Linked DNA regions of Mus musculus: all the other regions are linked to region 3. The links are chromatin contacts, called in public Hi-C maps. All regions are on one chromosome and are shown on one strand. The core of a region is the stretch at or near the end of the contact, and the rest is flanking DNA. Distances in the headings are between cores, read along the strand shown.

Evidence for each region. A called contact is a pair of places that touch in the nucleus more often than the background predicts.
Region 1: a contact with region 3 is called in a Hi-C map of the N1E-115 cell line, with 20 times the contacts expected there. The contact joins two enhancer-like sites. A contact is called at or near these places in 2 of 39 promoter capture datasets (the C10 cell line and hippocampal neurons), 28 of 484 Hi-C or Micro-C datasets (the AtT-20 cell line, the C2C12 cell line, the N1E-115 cell line and 15 more) and 1 of 9 other capture datasets (adipose tissue).
Region 2: a Hi-C map of the N1E-115 cell line shows a contact between it and region 3, with 6 times the contacts expected there. The contact joins two enhancer-like sites. A contact is called at or near these places in 11 of 39 promoter capture datasets (cranial neural crest, embryonic stem cells, frontonasal cranial neural crest and 6 more), 4 of 484 Hi-C or Micro-C datasets (the N1E-115 cell line, embryonic fibroblasts, myocytes and 1 more), 5 of 115 datasets of contacts at active chromatin or transcription factors (astrocytes, craniofacial prominence, embryonic forebrain and 2 more) and 1 of 9 other capture datasets (adipose tissue).

What each region holds. Positions count from the first base shown.
Region 1 is chr15:25,994,650-25,997,349 of GRCm38.p6, reverse strand. Zfp622 (zinc finger protein 622) reads right to left here. Exons shown (of 6, transcript NM_144523.3): 5 at 1,101-1,244; 6 at 1-183. The coding sequence ends at 56. Among named protein-coding and RNA genes, the nearest start is that of Zfp622, 12 kb to the right of the region's middle. Within about 2 kb of position 1,444, at least 1 of the 459 cell types and tissues checked has an H3K27ac peak or open chromatin away from gene starts, as enhancers often do. A contact at or near this core is called in the N1E-115 cell line, where this site is marked.
Region 2 is chr15:26,884,695-26,887,394 of GRCm38.p6, reverse strand. The region is part of intron 1 of Fbxl7 (F-box and leucine-rich repeat protein 7); the gene reads left to right. Among named protein-coding and RNA genes, the nearest start is that of Fbxl7, 9.5 kb to the left of the region's middle. Within about 2 kb of position 1,359, at least 1 of the 459 cell types and tissues checked has an H3K27ac peak or open chromatin away from gene starts, as enhancers often do. A contact at or near this core is called in the N1E-115 cell line, where this site is marked.
Region 3 is chr15:26,468,812-26,471,511 of GRCm38.p6, reverse strand. No RefSeq gene overlaps it. Among named protein-coding and RNA genes, the nearest start is that of Gm36790, 24 kb to the right of the region's middle. Within about 2 kb of position 1,356, at least 7 of the 459 cell types and tissues checked have an H3K27ac peak or open chromatin away from gene starts, as enhancers often do. A contact at or near this core is called in the N1E-115 cell line, where this site is marked.

The sequences.
Region 1 (2,700 bases), core at 195-2,694, 470 kb after region 3:
CCCTGTCCTCAGACAAGGAGGGAAGTGCAGCGGGAGATGCATCTGTTTCAGCCTCTCAGAACCTCACTTGGGCCCTGAAGTGCATCTGCTTGGTGGCGTTGTTCTTCATTCCTATCTTCAGCATCCATTTTGATTTCATCCTCTGCACATATTGCATGTCCCGTTCACGCATGAGAGCTGCTCCTGTGGTTGGGAGGATGGTAAGCAATGAGGCTCTGATCTCTTATTTACTAACAGAGGAAGTCAAATCTTAGAATTCCCAAAGTTGGCTTAGGATAAGTGGGTTCTGATATTTAAAGACAGAATCTAATGTGGGGATTCCAAGCAATGGGGCTCAGAGATCTACGTGCATCTAAGAACTGTGCATATCAGAACTTTGTAAACAGTGATGTTTGCTACGTTTTTAGGCTCTAGGCTTTCTGGGACATCAGAAAGGAGCAAATTATCTTCACTACCTCCATTTGGACTTTATTTCCCAGAAGAGCAGAGAAGACAGTTTTGCACAGCACACTATGAGAGTTAAATAACAGCACATTGTAGTTTCAAAGCTTAATAACTTCAGCTGTCAGATTTACTCATTGCAATCTACTTCTATTGGGAAAAACTGCCAAAGGGGGCTGGGCTACCTGTAGTAAGTGCACTACCTCACACATGCATTGTGTCAGACAAGCCTCTCAACTCTAAGGTGGGTCCTCTTAATCATTTCCCTTGCACAAATGAGCAAGCAGAAGTGAAATTTAATAATGTTCATGACGTGAGATTAGAATGTGAAACTACATATGCCATGTTAGGCGCCACAGCTCCACTAAGGTACTATTTAATTTCTGAGTTATCTCCAGATAATTTCTGCATGTAATTTATAAGATTTTTTATAGATATTATCTTCTGGAAAGGTTCATGATGCATACTAAGTTACTAGACCAGGAATATTAATTTTTTAAGTCATGGAGTCTTGGACTTAAGTGTTCTAAGTATCCTGAGATAATGGGAGTCCCAGAAGTAAGACTCAAGCTTCCCCTGGAAAGGAGTCAGACGGACAGCACGAATGATAACCTGTCACCCAAGCGCCCACGAAATCCATGCATATAAGAATGGTGTACCTGTGCTGCCCATCCACCCCAGGGCTCGGTATTGCTGGAGAACTCTGCCCACAGCCTTTTGATTCCTAGCAACTGTCACAGCTCTTGGCAAGCCAAATCGCTGTTTGTAGTATCTCATCAAGGAGCGATGACCCACTCTGGCACCTGTTTTGAGAAGAGCAATATTTAAACACTGGTCTTTCAAGTCAGAGTTATAAACCAAAGGCTTCCCAAAAGATCTTGAATGGCACCAAGCCTTAGGAATCCTAGTAGGAAAACAGAAATAAGCAGGAATACACTACAGGAAAAACAGACCAATATTAGGAAAATATATAAAGGCTAAAAAGCCCCAAGAGAAAGAAGATGAAGCAGGGAATAACTCTGACATCAGGTCTACAAGCCATATTGGGAAAACTGAACCAGAACAAAAATGAAACCATCTTTTTTCTGGTTCAGTTTTCTCTTCCAGTCGTCTTCCAACAGGAGTAAATTTTACCACACAGGGAAATCTGATACCTACTGTAGATGTCTTTATTGTTACAAATGGAGTAATACTGGCATCTAGTGGCTGAAGGACAGAGATGCTACTGCACATATTAAAATGCACAGGCAGATTAACAACATCAAAGTATTATTTAGCTACATTGACAAAGCTGATACACTCCTTCCTAAATGATGAAAAACCACGTGATATCTCAAAAAGATTAAGCTAAATTCTCTTTAAACCTGTGGTTATTTGCAGAAATCAAGTGAAACAAAAAAACTTTGAGAAATGAATTCTTAACTTTAATTTCCAATATATGTTGATGTCATTACGAATATGGTTGTATACACCAATGCACAGGCTTACCATTAATAGTGCAATACACTAAGCAAAAAGGAAAGAGGGCCAGAGAGCTGGGTAAGCTGTGCTGACCTGGCAATCTGAGTTCAATTCCCAGAAAGCACATTAAGGTGGATAGAGAATCAAGCCCACAGAGTTACCTCTAGCCTTCCCATATGTACTATGGCATATGCACACAAATACCCGCCACCCACTCACAACCATAGTAAATACAATTTCAAAACAAAGAAAAGAGAATATACATTTCAAATTACGAAAACTAAGGGGCAATGTAAAGTCTGCAACTTCTCTAATTACACTAATAAAACCCATAAGTAAAGTTATTTACTAGATGAACAATTTGAGGTTCCTATAAGTATAAGTCTGTCTGTTAGAGGTCTGAAATCCACTCCACTAGTCTGTAAATTTTAATGGAACACAGCCACACTCACCTACATCTCTACTGACTTTTGAGCTACAAAGCAGATCTAAACAATTACTAGAGACAGAATGGTACACAAAGACAGAATGGTACACAAAATCATTGCTTTCTGGCCATTTATAGAGAAGTAACCAAATCATATGGCTTGACTTCTGAGCAGGGAAACTAATAAATATGTTAAGCTCTGTCTGGGATGGCTAATTCTAGGCTCCACCAGAAAAATGGTTTTCAAAAGGTAATTCTCCCATACTATCCTAAGAGATTGGTCCCTAGGCCAGTGGCATCAACATCACCTGTGGGTTTACTAATAAAAGCAGGCTATGTTTTTTAGATGAATATTAATTAAGATATAAGCA
Region 2 (2,700 bases), core at 110-2,609, 420 kb before region 3:
TGGCCTTTTTGCTGCACGTAAGCCACATTTTGGCAAGATGGTAAAGTCAGGAAGAGGTAGCTTCCATATGTACTTGAACCTTCTGGGTCAGCTGGATTCTTGGGTCATATCTGGGGAACATCTTAGCCAAGTCCATAATGAAGGGAAAGCTTTGCCCATTCCAACTGTCAGGTGTGTTCACAGTTGATGTTCTGGGAAGAGAAGAAGGTGATGGAGAGAAAGAAAAACCATTTAAGAAGTAAATGAGGACGTCAATAAAACGAGGTTGGCAGAAAACAGAATCTAATGTTGAAAACAGAATTTCTGTTCTATTTACTTTTTTCTTTCTTAGGAAAACTTTGCTTGCGAACCAAAATGATTAACACACATTAGGAAGGTTTGGGGATTGGCAAATCGTTGTATTAAAAGTAGTGAAAGGAAAAACAGGGCATGGAGTTACCTACTTGTCATCCCAGTGCCTCATGAACTAAAACGGAAGGATTGACATGAGTTCAAGGCCAACCTGGGCTGCATGGTGAATTCCAGGCTAGCGATGACTATGGAATGAGCATGATCCTGTCTTAAAAATAAGTAAGCAAGTAAGTAGATAATTAAATAAACCCAATAACAGGTCCTGGGTGCTTACTAGTCACTGGGCATGTCGCACACCCATTCTACAGTTCTTAGGCAGCCAGTGAGGAGACACTTGTATTCCCATTTCATAAACATACAAGTTTGGAAGTTGTTAGGCCCTGGGCTTACAGCAGGTGAGGGACTGGTGGCACTATGCATGGAACCCATGGCTGTCCTGGAGCCCCTGCTTCCTGTCACTGTGCTCATGGTCTTGATACTTCGGTGGCAGCTAAAACCCTTTCGGCCTTTGTATTACTTATTGTTTCAAAGAACCTCGGTGACAGGAGTAGCTGAGTGGGGGGAAGAGTCGTGGTTTTATGGAGTAGCTGGACAAAACATGAAAGACCTATTCTGAAGGAAGCATTTATTCAACGTTGTGTGGCTCAGCAAAGGGCAGATTAACTGCTCATTAGGAGTCAATCTGCTGACAAATTGGCAGACTATCTGGTATCTAATAATGTTAGCATATAAAATAATTAGCACGTTCCTTGGAGTCTGCAGAGTGTAAAGCAGAGAGGTTGTCCCCTAGCTTCCCCAGAGCATGGTTAATTTTAATTGATCTTTGTCCTGAGATAGTCTTTTACTTGGGGTGACCTTTGTAGCCGCTCATAAAACAAGAGCCAATAGAAGGCTGTGAAATGTGCTTAATTTTCTTTCCTCTGTAAATACTGTGGAACTCATATCTTATGTTTCCCTCTGGCCTAAGAGCTACAGACCCTGAGCAGCATTTAATATGGGGATTTATCCTGACATGTATTTGGGAGCTTGCCCTTCTCTTTTGCCAGCCCTGGGAGGCTTCTTCATCATTATGCCTTCGAAATTTCTTTGTAAATAATAAAGGGTTTTAGAAGTTAATATCATTTTATATCAGAGGGACTGAGTCTACTGTGGTCTTTAGTCTAGAAACAAGGAAACTTGGGCCTTAGCAGATTCAATGTTTTCCCTTCACTCAACAATGAAACAATGAAGATGAGATGAGATCTTGCTGATGCTAAATTTAGTGTATTGTCCTTTATACTGTTGCTCTTTTTTAGTTGCTATAAGAACAGCGATGTAACCATACCAGATGGTTACTGCTAGGGACTCTTGGTGCCATTTTTAATTGCTGTCCCATAATTTTGGGAGTGGTGTACACCTCAGCATAGGAATCCTTTAGATTTACAGGTGTCTAGAAGTAGGAAAGTCGCTGCCCTCACAGTCATCTTGGACTGATTATCTTGAGGAGCGAATTGTTGGTAGACGAATGATTGCGACAAAGTGACATTATTCACTAGTGTTACAGAAGTGGATGCTCACAGCCATCAATTAGACTGAGTACAGGGTCCCCAGTGAAGGAGCTAGAGAAAGTATCCAAGAAGCTGAAGGGGTTTGCAGCCCCATAGGAGGAACAACAATATGAACTAGCCAGTAACCCCAGAGCTCCCAGGGACTAAATCACCAACCAAAGAAAACACATGGTGGGACTCATGGCTCCAGCTGCATATGTAGCAGAGGATGGCCTAGTCGGTCATCAATGGGAGGAGATGCCCTTGGTCCTATGAAGGTTCTATGCACCAGTATAGGGGAATGCCAGGGTCAGGAAGTGGGAGTGGGTGGGTTGGTAGTAGGGTGAGGAGGGAGGGATAGGGGATTTCAGAGAGGAAACTAGGAAAGGGGAGAACATTTGAAATGCAAATAAGGAAACTACCTAATAAAAAAATGAAAAAGTAAAGGAGGAAACTCGGTGAGGCTCCCTCTTTGCAAACTGTTAGAGGAAATCCAGAGACAGAGATTATATTGCTGGGAAGATCAGAGAATATGCTCAGGGCATGGGATCCTCAGGATCATTTGAGTTCTAACTCTCTGTGGTCTCCTCATAAGTGACCTCACATAGTCACATTATGTAGAGGCCTTTGAAGGCATTGAGGGTCTTGGTTAGCCTTACAGAGAGACTGTCGATCTCAGAGACATTACAGTTCTTCATTGCTAGGTAGAAATCCATCTCTGTCATTATTTTACTTTCCACTCAACTATCTTATAGCTTAATATGTTTTCATGCTTGTTTTTAGTTCTTTTTTTGTTTGTTTTGGTTTTATTTTTTATTTTTTG
Region 3 (2,700 bases), core at 107-2,606:
ACAGAGAAGATTCTACGTCAAAGTAATAAAATCAGAATCTCTTGGGCAGGGATCGTCAGTAGACTTTCCTTCATGTTTGTTTTTAGATTGTATCTGGTCTCTATTCATTGTGCAAAGCACTGGGGTTGGTAAGGACATTTTTATATAAATACATAAAGTACTTTGAGTATGAATATACTCAGAAATCTTAATTTATATCCTTCTCACCTCTCAGCATCCCAGTTAGTTCCCTGCTCTTCCCTAGACGTTTTGCCTGCAGTTTCATGCAATGTATACACACGTTATTCCACGTAACGGCATAAAATATTAGGTCTAGAAAGTATGAACATTGAGAAACAGCCTTCCACAGATGGTTTCCTGCAAATAGGTTCATGTGCTTTTAGGGGGTGCCTTGTGCCCCTGCCTGGGAATAACCGCCTTGCCTAAAATGGAGCAACATTTACATGGTAGATCTTTAAGAGTATGTTCTGAACTAATGAATTCCCTGGTGATGTGAACCTCTGGCCTCAGGGGTGTTTATTTGAACAACACAAGTCTTTTTAGAAGTTGTGAGAAAGTTTATGGATAATAACCAGGCTAGGCTGACAATTCCCAGGGCTGAGGCATCTATCTCATCCCACTCCTGCTGCTAATGGCAACAGGAGAGAATGTTGCCTGCCCCACTCTCTCCAGTAAATATCAGTCGCTCATTTTACACGTGGAAGAGATAAAACATGAGGCCTGCAGTGTAGTCTACGACGGGAGTACGTTTTTGATTTGAAATACCAAAACCTGACCCCAAGTTGAAAAATGAGAACCAGAACTTGCCATAGGGGTTTCTGAGCCACATTTTTAGGTGTTCAGGGTACACACCTTCTTCTGGATAATAAGGCATCCTATTGGAAGAAGTTATATACTTCTTAATCAAGGCCTATGTGTTTGAAGCCCCACAACTCTGCTTCCTAAGTTGACTCATTGGCCAAAATAATACTAGGAACTTCTGGTAAATGAGCTAGCTACTGGCAACATTAAGGCTACAGGCATGAAGAAATGAGGTGAGTACCACAGACCACATCAAACAATGGAAGCAAATTTAAAACAAAATGTGGAGGGCAGCAAGAATCCCTGTTGCAGCACTGCATGCATGTGAGTGGTCTGCTGAGTGGACAATGCTCTGCAGACTTTGGCATTCACCAGGGTCTCCTGGTAGCCCCTCAGGATGAGAGCTCTTGTCAAAGCCAGAACCTTCCACACTTGAAACTAGCCTTTCTAGCCAGCCCAGAGAAGATCAAGGCAGCATCGCCAAGCCCAGTGCTGTTCAACTCCCAGTGATTTGGAAGGAAACAGAACCAAGGGCTGATTTGCAGTTGATTTAAGGACCGCTGAGCTAGCACTGTAATTCCTTCCACTTAGATGTGTGCACCTTTCGCCTGTCAGAGAAGCCTGTTCCTGAACAAGAGCGCCATCTATGGGATAAATCGATTATATAGTTTTCTACCCTCGTGTCTGTAATGAACACTACACCTTGAGTTCTCAATGAAGGGAAGACTCAATCCACCAGGGAATTGTTGGCAACGTCTGGAGAAACCGTAACTAGAGCTGAAGTGTGCTGGTTTCCATTGGTACAGGGTACTGATGCAGCCTAACACCTACATCACACACGACAGTGCCTCCAACAGTTCTCCATGCAGATGATAACTGCTTGGAAACAAAAAGTGGTAAAATGTATGCTTAATGACAGGCTGTGATGAGAAAAGATTTATTTAAAGCTTCTCATCCTTACCCACCACGTCATTCAATTTCATCTCATCCTTTAATATTTTGATATTTGAAAAATTTCACCTTCATTTGCTAATGATTATAGATATGCATTATGAGTATAGACAATATTTTTGTATTGTAGAAATTAAAATTAACAGAGACGGAGGAAATTATTACAGCAAAATAAATTTTAATGGGAGAATTTTAGTTACTGGACCCTGAGCTAGAGAACTACTTAGGGTCCATATGATTTGCTTGTCATTTTTCAATAAGCTGGACCCACTCTCATGGATGTTTATGTAGATTTTAAGATGCAGTGTTTAAGCCATTGTGATTGGCATCATAATCATGGAGATATTTATGATAAACACATGACTCGACCCTGAGAACATTTTTATCTGTCTTAGACTTCTCACACAGCACACACATTTAGCAAGCCATCACTCAGTGCAAACAGTGGTTCACTGAATAGGATTCTGCAAGAAGATAGGCCAAAGTTTTGTTCCAAAGCAGGTCCAATTTCTATCCAAAGAGAAATGCATGCTCACAGCTGGCCTTTAAATTTTGTTGTTTATTTGTTTGTTTGCTTTTAGACTAGGCCTCTCTGTGCAGTTCTGACTGTCCTGGAACTTGCTATGTAGATCAGCATGGCCTCAAACTCACAGAAATCCTCCTGAATACTTGGCTTAAAGATGTGCATCACCATACATGGCAAAACTTTGAAGTCTAAGATAGTCAACTTCTGTTGACCAAATTGTGCTCTTTGGAAAAAGAATCAGTGTTCTAGTCACAGAGCCTGTTAGACCCCACTACAGGGAACTCCACTCCAAAGATGTCACCTACAAGAAAGCAAAGGATCTGCCCATTGGCCTGTCAGAATATCTATCTCTTTACAGTTACATAGTGCACCTCTCCTCTAATAAATAAGTAAGCATTGATCTTTCTCATCAAACTATAGCT